Linked DNA regions of Sus scrofa: region 1 is linked to region 2. The links are chromatin contacts, called in public promoter capture Hi-C maps. All regions are on one chromosome and are shown on one strand. Each heading gives the region's core, a stretch centred on a gene start, on an enhancer-like site or on the middle of the called end of the contact. The rest is flanking DNA. Distances are from core to core; before and after follow the strand shown. Region 1 holds the start of SLC9A6 (sodium/hydrogen exchanger 6). Region 2 holds the start of INTS6L (integrator complex subunit 6-like).

Evidence for each region. Promoter capture Hi-C pulls out the DNA fragments that hold promoters and counts their contacts.
Region 1: a contact with region 2 is called in a promoter capture Hi-C map of liver, with 2.2 times the contacts expected there. The contact joins the promoter of SLC9A6 here to the promoter of INTS6L in region 2. A contact is called at or near these places in 1 of 5 promoter capture datasets (liver) and 1 of 2 datasets of contacts at active chromatin or transcription factors (alveolar macrophages).

The regions. Positions count from the first base shown.
Region 1 is chrX:111,173,167-111,178,070 of Sscrofa11.1, forward strand. SLC9A6 (sodium/hydrogen exchanger 6) reads left to right here and starts at 3,295. Exons shown (of 17, transcript XM_005657924.3): 1 at 3,295-3,364; 2 at 3,501-3,725. The coding sequence starts at 3,557.
Region 2 is chrX:111,009,661-111,014,508 of Sscrofa11.1, forward strand. INTS6L (integrator complex subunit 6-like) reads left to right here and starts at 2,200. Exons shown (of 18, transcript XM_021080861.1): 1 at 2,200-2,711; 2 at 2,851-2,928. The coding sequence starts at 2,601.

The DNA.
Region 1 (4,904 bases), core at 2,045-4,544, 160 kb after region 2:
GCTATTTTCTGAGGATCTTGATTTCCCCAGGAAAAAAAGGAGGCGCTGCTCAAAATCCCTGTGACCTCCCTGTAGGAGCAGCGCAGGCGGCCTGAGGTGGGGAAGCTGGCGGGGGCGGGGGAAGGACGCTGTGAACCCGATACCCAAGTTCCCCGTGAGTGTGTGAGAGTGACCAGGAAGTCCGAGGGTGGAGCAGTAAGGAGCCTGGAACCACAATGGGGAGTGATACAGGGCAAGAGGGGTGTGTGTGTGTGTGTGTGTGTGTGTGTGTGTGTATGTGTGTGTACACACACGCGGGCGCCTAGGACAGTCGGGGGGGGGGGGGAGTAAATAGCTTCAGAGCATGTGATATCCTGGTCGCGATTTGGGTACCAGGAAAAGGAGAATGGAGGGGGCCTCACTGCAGCAACTGAGAGGGTTGAGGGTTGGGTAATTTGTTCATAAGGGAGGGCCTTCCAGAAAGCACCAGACAGGACTGGCAGGGGAAGCAGGAGTGAGAAGAGAAACTGGAGGATGAGAGTCACCCAAGAGAGTGCTGGGTTGAGAGAAAAGTATTTTCTACGGGGAGCAAAGACTCATGGGGCTTGGCCTGCTTGATGGAGGCTTGATGAATCTGCTTGATGAATCTTGCTGTCTCAAGATTCCCCCCGGAACTCTGGAACTCTGCTCTAAAGGCGTTGCTGGAGAGGGGGCGGGGGGCAGCCGAAGATGCTGGGTCTGTAGACAGAGGTAGAGTCTGAAGCTTGAAGACATTTGCTAACTGTGGCCAGGAAAGCCATCTCTGACTCGGGATTTTTTGAGTTCCAAACACTAGGAGAATGAACAATGGTTTTGTGCAGGGGCGAAACAGCCTCGGATTTGGTGGTTAGGCCTAAAAAAGCCGGAATAGGCATTCCTAGGTCTTCTGGGGTGACAGAGACAACTCTGGGGAGGGGGCAGTATGGAGACTGGGAAGGCTCATCACTGTGCTCCTTGCCTCTCCCCACACAGCCCTATGGGAACAGGGCAGTATGATTAGGCTGGAGAGAGGGTAGAGGGGACAGGCGGCCACGAGGTTTCTTGGGAAGGCACAGGCCAACCCAGATACTGAGAGCAGAGAATGGGCCCACAGTCACTAGGACAGCTCCTGACCCGGCAGGGGGACAGAACTCAAGAGTTGAACACCATTCCAGCACTTTCTATTTCTTAAGCTCAGCATCCTCACAGAATTTAATGAACTGGTGAGCAGGAGTGAATCCACACTGGGACAGCTAGGAGCTGCCTGGATGTGGTTTGTCTTAGCAAAGAGGATATATGGCCATGAGATGAAAACGTTTGAGAATCATGACTTCTGGGCAGAATGATAGGAATTGGACTGATACCTAGTGTCATCGAAGGTATGAAAAAATAGAAGGAAAAAATGTGTTGGTGGGATGAAATGAGCTCATTTAAAAATGAGATTGGTGGGAACCTCAACAGGATGTGCTCAGTAGCCACCAGGCAGAGGCCTGAAGGGAGGGTGGCAGCTCAAGGCTTGGGATCTGGAGTTCATTTCTGCGGAGGGAGAAATAAAACATTCTAGGGAGAGTCCGGAGAAAACAAAAAGCCCACAAAGACTGAATGATCTAAGAACAGAGAAAATAGGAACCCACTGTTCTCAAAGAGGTGAAAATTCTGGTTCGAGAGGTAGGGAGGCTTGAGGACAGGGAAAATATTCTTTGAGGAAGACAAATGAGAGATGGTGTCAAAGGTGACTTCTGAGCTAGAGAAATCTGCTTAACTAGACATTTCACCAAAGAAGACATACCGATGGCCAGCAGGCACATGAAAAATGCTCAACATCACTAATTATTAGAGACATGCAAATCAAAACTACAATGAGGTACCACCTGACACCAGTTAGAGTGGCCATCATTAATAAGTCTACAAATGACAAATGCTGGAGAGGATGTGGAGAAAAGGGAACCCTCCTGCACTGTTGGTGGGAATGTGACTTAGTACAACCACTATGGAAAACAGGACGGAAATACCTCAGAAAACTAAATATAGAACTACCACATGACCCAGCAATCCCACTCTTGGGCATATATCCAGACAAAACTTTCATTGAAAAAGATACATGCACCTGTATGTTCATTGCAGCACTATTCACAAAAGCAGAGACATGGAAACAACCTACATGCCCATGGACAGATGAACAGATTAGGAAGATGTAGTACATATATACAATGGAATACTACTCAGCCATAAAAAAGGACAAAATAATGCCATTTGCAGCACCATGGATGGAACTAGACTTTCATACTGAGTAAAGTCAGAAAGAGAAAGACACACCATATGATGTCACTTATATGTGGAGCCTAAAATATGGCACAAATGATTTATCTACAAAGCAAAAGACCATGGACATGTAGGACAGACTCCTGTTTGCCAGGGGGCAGGGGGAGGGAGTGGGATGGATTGGGAATCTGGGATTAGTAGATGAAAATTCTTGCATTTGTAGTAGATGGGCAATGAGATCCTGCTATATAGCACATAATCACTTGTAATGGAACATGATGGAAGATAATGTGAGAAGAAGAATATATATATATATGTATGTTTGGGTCACTTTGCTGTACAACAGAAATTGACAGAATGCTAAATCAATCATAATAAAAATTAGAAAAAAAGATGAGGAGCAAGAGGAGAAACCCTCCACTTCACAAAAGATTTCTTCTTGGGGAGGGAGGGGAGTATTTGGAGAATGGGTAAATTTGAGCACAAATCGATCAAATCTTTGTGAGATGGAGGAGTTTATCTCTAAGAGATAACTTACATCAGGTAAACGTTTACGTGTAAAGACAACTGAACATACATACACATAATCCTTGCCTTTAAGTCAATTATTGATGAACTACTACAGTGCTGCTGTTTTTTTCCGAACGAGGACAGAACAAGGAGAATCCGATTTAAATTAGAGATGGAGATGTAGGCCCCTCCCAAGAGGACAACGTCTCATCCTGTTAAGAGACACTGGGGGACAATATTCAGATGGGTTATGAAAGATCGATTCCCCTGCGAGCACTAAGAATAGGATCAAAGTAGACAGAGCACAATCTGCCTCTGCTTTGATTACGCTGAGCCCAGGCTTCGTTTCCAGAAGGGACTGTACTGGATTCGACGGCCTTGCGTTGCGGCGCAGCGGGGCCTGGGGGGAGCTGGTGCGGCGGGGGGGGGGACGAAAGGCCAAAAGGATGGGGCCCAGCGAACTGGGAGTGTCGCGTCCCCTTTAAGGGCGGTGGCGGCGGCGGAGGCGGCGGAGGCGCGCGCTCCGAAGGCTTCCTGAGGCCCCGCCCCTTTCCCGTGAGCCCTCGGGGCGTGGTCCGACCGCGGGCGGCTGCGGGTGAGGAGCGGGGCGGGGGGTGGGGGGAGAGTCATGGCTCGGCGCGGCTGGCTGCGGGCGCCGCTCCGCCGCGGCGTCGGCGGCGCCAGCCCCCGGGCCCGTGGGCTCACGCGGCCGCTCTGGTTGCTCCTCGCAGTGGGCGTCTTCGGCTGGGCCGGGGCTTCGGACGGCGCTGGGGGAGCGGCGAGAGCCATGGACGAGGAGATCGTGTCAGAGAAGCAAGCCGAGGAGAGCCACCGGCAGGACAGCGCCAACCTGCTCATCTTCATCCTGCTGCTCACGCTCACCATTCTCACGATATGGCTCTTCAAGCACCGCCGGGCCCGCTTCCTGCACGAAACCGGCCTGGCTATGATTTACGGCAAGTGCCTCAACCCCGTGTCCCCCGCTGGCGCTCCCCCTTTCTCTGCCCGCCGGCTGCCTCACCTCCGCTCCCGGCCCTGCTCGGCCTGCGTTCGGCTCCCCTTCCAAGTCCTTCCATTTTCCCCGTCGCCTCTCCCCCCCCCCCCCGGTTCGTCTTCCTCGCCCCCTTTTTCTGCTACGCCCCTCCTTTCTCAGCCTCACCCCCGTTTTCACCCCCGCGCCCCCCTTTTCTCTGCCAGTCCACACCTTTTTTCCTCCGACCCCACCCCCTTTTTTCTTCCGCACCCCCCTCCGCCCCCCGCCTCTGCCTGAGGATGGAAGGGAGTGGGTGCGGTGTCTCGGATTGGGCTGGGGACTGGGGGAGGGGAAGCCAGCCTAGCGATCCATTTCTCCGGGGGTGTCAGTTTGCTTAAGGGCCGTTGAGGCTGCAGTAGTCTGTCTGCTGCTCTGAATCTGGCGTTCTTCTGAAGCCAGAGTCCACCTTTCCCCATCACCCAGGTCTTGCTTGCTACGCCCTGTCCTTTGGAGGTTGAGAATGCAAAGTAGACTGTTGCCCAAGTAAAAACCTGAACACGAAAGAAGCTGAGGAAGGCTTAGGGCTTTTGAAATGACGTCCTGATTTATTGTACTATGCTTGCAATATCTGATATGGATACAGATGATTGAACCTGATCATTCAGGCCGTGCCCTGGTGAAGAATAGGTGAAGATCTTCCAGCAGCATGTTGTACTATGGCATGAGCAGGACAGTTCAGCCAAAAAGTAAATAGGAACACCATGCATATGCAGTATTATGGGTGACTCGCTGGTGGCATAGGTTATGGACAGATCATTGAGTAAAGGGCTTCAGTTCTTGTGACCTAGTGTGCTTTCTTTTTGATGTTTCTTATTTATCTTTATTTTTTGGTCATGAGGAGAGAAAGGCAAATCAAGCCATGGACTCCGAGGCATTTTGGCCTGTGCTGGGGCTTCATGGGAGGAAAAGATGAATATTGCTGACTGTCTTAATCTAAGATGACCGCGAGGCCATACATGGCTGGAGAGATGAGGGCAAACAATCCTTTCTGGGCAGTGCATGAGTGAAGATTATCTTCATTTGGAACAGGCTTAAAGGGATGAGATTGCTCAGCTTTGTGTCTCAGACTTGCAGATAGGTGGGAGAAGCCTTGGCACAGAAA
Region 2 (4,848 bases), core at 950-3,449:
GATTCTTTTTCAGATGAAAACACAGCCTGTCTTTTGTGTTGTTGTTGTTTAATGGTTTCCTTTGCTGTGCAAAAGCTTCTAAGTTTGATTAGGTCCCATCGGTTTATTTTTATTTGTATTTCTATTGCCTTGGGAGACTGACCTAAGAATAAAATAATGCCATTTGCAGCAACATGGAAGGAACTAGAGATTCTCATACTAAGGTCAGAAAGGGAAAGACAAATGCCATATGATATCATTTATATCTGGAATCTAATATATGGCACAAATGAACCTATCTACAGAAAAGAAACAAACTCATGGACATGGAGAACAGACTTGTGGTTGCCAAGGGGGAGGAGGAGGGAGTGGGATGGACTGGGGATCTGGGGTTAGTAGATGCAACTTGCATTTGGATGGAGAAGCAATGAGGTCCTGCTGCAGAGCACAGGGAACGACATCCAATCGCTTGTGATGGAGCATAATGGAAAATATTATGAGAAAAGTGTATGCATATGTATAATTGGGTCACTTTGCTGTCCAGCAGAAATTGACAGAACATTGTAAATCAACTATAATTAAAAAAAAAAAAAAAAAACCCAGAGCTTGGCTGACACCTTGATGGCAGTCTTGGGGGACTGAGCAGAGAATCGAGCTAACCATGCCCGGACCCCTGACTCACGGCAACTGTGAGGTAACCAATGTGTATGTTGCTCTAATGGCTGGATTTGTGGTAACTGGTTACACAGCAGGAGAAAAGGAACACACTGGCCATCGCCGGTCCTGTGCTTTTAGCCGCCTAGCCCTTGCTGGCATTGCCCTTCTCTCATAGTATTTGTATCAGAATGGAAATGGGGGCTTAGAGTGTCTTCTTCATCCATTTATTCCTACCAGACGGGCCTGCTTTGGGCCAGGCACATGTCCACCTCTGGCTGAATTTCGGTTCACATCATTCCTTTCAATCCAGAACCCCTCCCTTCCTGCTTAGTGCCTCATCCAGGAACCCTCCTGAACGTCTCGATCTTTGGTCCAGTGCTTGCACTGCATTTTTTATTTGCATCACTTGTTTGTCCCGGATTCAAATATTGCTGTATGGCCTCTTCTGAAATCTTATTTTTACAGAAATGTTATTGAATTTATATATTATATATTATATTACAGGGAACACATCAAGTGAAGTTGTGAACTCATTCAGGATTCCACATTGTGTATAACATACTGCTAGGAATACACAGGTCTTTCTTTTTTATTTATGGCCTGGCCCACGGCATGTGGAAGTTTGGAGCCAGAGATTGAACCTGTGCCGCAACAGTAACCAGAGCTACAGCAGTGACAACGCTGGATCCTCAACCTGTTGAGCCACCAGGGAGCTCCCACGCCCTTATTTAAAGTTGATGTTACTTGAAGCAGTCAGCCAAGCGGGGTGGGCCACTTATTGAGCCTCTCCCTAGAGCCAGATCTGAGAACATCCCTCAGTGTTGGCCTCGTCTCGCTGAGCTGCACTTTCCCTTACTGAAAATTGAATATAATGGCATCTATCACAATTATTTCAAAGACTAAATGAGAGTAAGGTGGGTGGCTGACACTTCATAGGTGCTTAATAAATGAGTCGAATCAGAATCCAGTGCGACAAACCTTCCATGTGTAAAGACCGTGCAGACCAATTATTGCAGGCAGGCCAATACTTCAAAGTGCTCAATGAAACCGAAGAAGTATGTGCACACAAAAGGCCAGTTTAGGTAACCGTGTCTAAGTTTTCGTTTCCTTTCTAAGTAGATATATGTGGAATGCAGGGCCAGAAACCGACTTAGAAATACTGACCGCGAGTGGAGTGGGATATGAAGGAACGCGAGTAGAAGTTTGCTGCTTCTCGAAAGCACGGGCAGGATTGATCGATTGCAGTTACCAAAGCGTTTTCTGGGCTGCCTGTCCAAGCCTCGGTTTCTGTACTTCTGCACAACTGTTGCTCAAATTCACTCTTCCTTTCGAATTATCGTCTTTGAAGAAGAGCAAGAGAAAAATCCATTCAAACCACCCTAAGTGTCCTAACAGCTTCCAAGTCCTTTAAAGGAGGGTCCTTAACATTTCCCCTTACCCCCTGCCTGGGTTCAAACTTCAACTCCCAGGGTTCGCCCAAACCCCTCCCCTTGCCCTGTCATCTAATGAATATGCAAATACCACATAATTGGCAGCCAATGGCGTGGGTTCTGGTCACATGGTACCCGTGGTAGGTGAGCGGACAGAAGTTGTGTGTCGGTGAACAGAGACAGCTCTCAGTCTGGGGCGAGCGCTTCAGTGAGCGTGGATGCTTGGGCAGTAGTCCCTGCGGCGGCGGCGGCGGCAGCGGCGGCGGCAGCAGTAGTGGTGGCAGAAGAGAGGAAGGGGGAGGGCCCCGAGGGCTACACACGCTCACACTTTCAAGTTCCCCCGGAGGGAGAGGAGGTGGGGCTGCAGAAAAGAGGAGGCCAGGAGCAGTTCCATCCGTCCCGTCCCGTCTCCCCCTCTTCCTCTTGCTCCCTGCACCCTGGCTCTGCAAGAGTTGAGGGTTCGGGTGGCAGTACGCGGCAGTGAGGGCAAGAGGGCCAGGAGAGTGGGGAGCGGAGCCAGGGGTGCGGGGGAAGATGCCCATCCTGCTGTTCCTCATAGACACGTCCGCCTCTATGAACCAGCGCACTGACCTGGGCACCTCCTATTTGGACATTGCCAAAGGCGCTGTGGAGTTATTCTTGAAGGTAAAGGGAGGGGAGGGGAGCGATGGAGAGAGTTCCCGAGGGATGGGGGGGGGTGGATTTAGATGCTTCTGTAACGTTGCTATCGCCCCCTCCTCCCTCCTTCCCTTCGCGGCCCCCTCCGTCATCCCTCGTCCCGCAGCTGCGCGCCCGGGACCCGGCCAGCCGCGGAGACAGGTACATGCTGGTCACCTACGACGAACCCCCGTACTGCATCAAGGTAAAGGGGCCATCCAGGGGGTGGGCCGGGCGGGAAGCGGGAGCTGGTCGGCCTGACCAGCCGAGCCCTCCTGCCCCCGCCCGAGGCGGTCCTGCGTCGCCCGGCGGGGCGGGCGGGGCGGAGTGGGGGCGAGGGCGGGAGGAGTGGTGCCTCCGCGGCTTCGGAGGAGCCGCGGCGCCGGGGGTCGGGGAGGAGGGCGGGGGAAGGGCGGTCCCGGGCAGAAAGCGCCGGGGAGCCCGGCCGGTGGCGGCGACGGGCGCAGCCGCCTCGGAAGATGGCGGACATTTTGCTTTTGTATGAGCCGGAGAGGGAGACCGAGGGCGCTGCTGAGATGGAAAGGAGGGAGGGGAGGGAGGAGAGGGGAAGGAGGGCCCGGAGGGAGGCTGCGGGCGGGCCCGCCCCTTCGGGGCGCACGGAGAGCGGCGGCAGCCGAGGGGCCGGGCGGAGCCGGCGACTCCGCCCCGAGGTGCGGCGGACTCCGCGCGCGGGTTTTCCTGGAGTCCCGGCTCCTCCCCCGCCCCCCTCCGGCCCTCCCGCCCTCCGCCGCGGCTCCTCCCCCGCTGGAGCCCAGGCTCCTCCCCTGCCCCTCCCCTCCCGCCCTCCGCCGCGGCTCCTCCCCCGGCCCCTCCTCCCCCCTCCCGCCCTCCGCCGCGGCTCCTCCCCCCTCCTTCCTCCCGCTCCCCTCCCCTTCCTGCTGAGAGCGTGGCAGAGCCGGCCGCCGGCCTTCAGAGATTAGACTCCTGCTTTTGCGCTTCTGTGGTCGCTAACCCACCCCACCCAATGGAAAATCCGTCCGCGGAGCCAGCCTCCCAACCCCCGACCGGGAGAAACTCTTTTCACTTCTCCTCCAGAATGAGTCCGGTTAAGCCCGGCTCTGTTACCTTAGCTACTGTTAGTGTCTCATTGGCGATTCCACCCGAGCCGCGACGGGGCGGGGCGGGGAGATGCCGAGTCGCAACCCACCGGGACAGAGCTTTTTAGGGACCTGGCCTACCTATTTACATCAGACATTGGGTTTGTGTTAGTCACCTAGGGATTTGTCCAGGGAAAAGAAAGGAAGGAAGGGAAGGACTTGGCTGCGTGCTAGTAAAAGAGTCAGATTCGATGACTTGATCTGCAGGGGTCTGACCTACAAGAGGGAAGTAGGGGGGACTTCATCTCTGTGGGGTAGTTAATTTACGTTCCTAATGGCGAGGAGATAAAGGACTGCTTTGCTTGCAGTAGCCCCATAAAGCAGAACTCAGACTATTAAATCAACCTGCACAAGTGTCCTGCTTGCATATTGAAATTTTAAAAATATATTACCATAATCCGCGACGTCTTTTGCTAGATGCCGTCCTTCAGAATGATCTTAATAGTGCCGCGGAGGCGCTGGAAGTGTTGTAATCCGTTTTAGCCGAGTGAAGTGCTTAAAATAATGGAACCTACCAAACTGAATAGTTGGCTAAAGAGAGCGTTCCTTCAGAAGTAAAACCAAAGAGAGGCTTTACTTTTGTAACTCGTAGCTTCAGTTAACAGTTTGATTAGTAGGTTCCCCTTAAAACCGTTCTGGTTTCTCTGGTTTGTTTTCAGTTTTTGATTTATCTAGTTAGAAAAAAAAATGGAGCAAGGAGACATCTTTAAGAATGCCATAAGCTTTTTAAACATGTCAGTTTCCTACAGGGTGTGACCATTTTTTTTTTTCCCACATAGAAAAGCAGATGTTTGTCCATCCTAAGTCTGAAAGTCTACACCCTTTGAGGACTAAGACAGATAAGAACCCACCGTTTGTAGTGTGGCCATTTGAAATCCTCTTTAGTTTGAAGTAGTAAAAAGAATATACTACAAAGCAGCGTGCTTTGTTTTTTTTCTTTAAAGGAATAAATTATTTAACATTTTCCTGAATGCTAAGACTAGTCGTTGAAAAACGACTTTTGATCT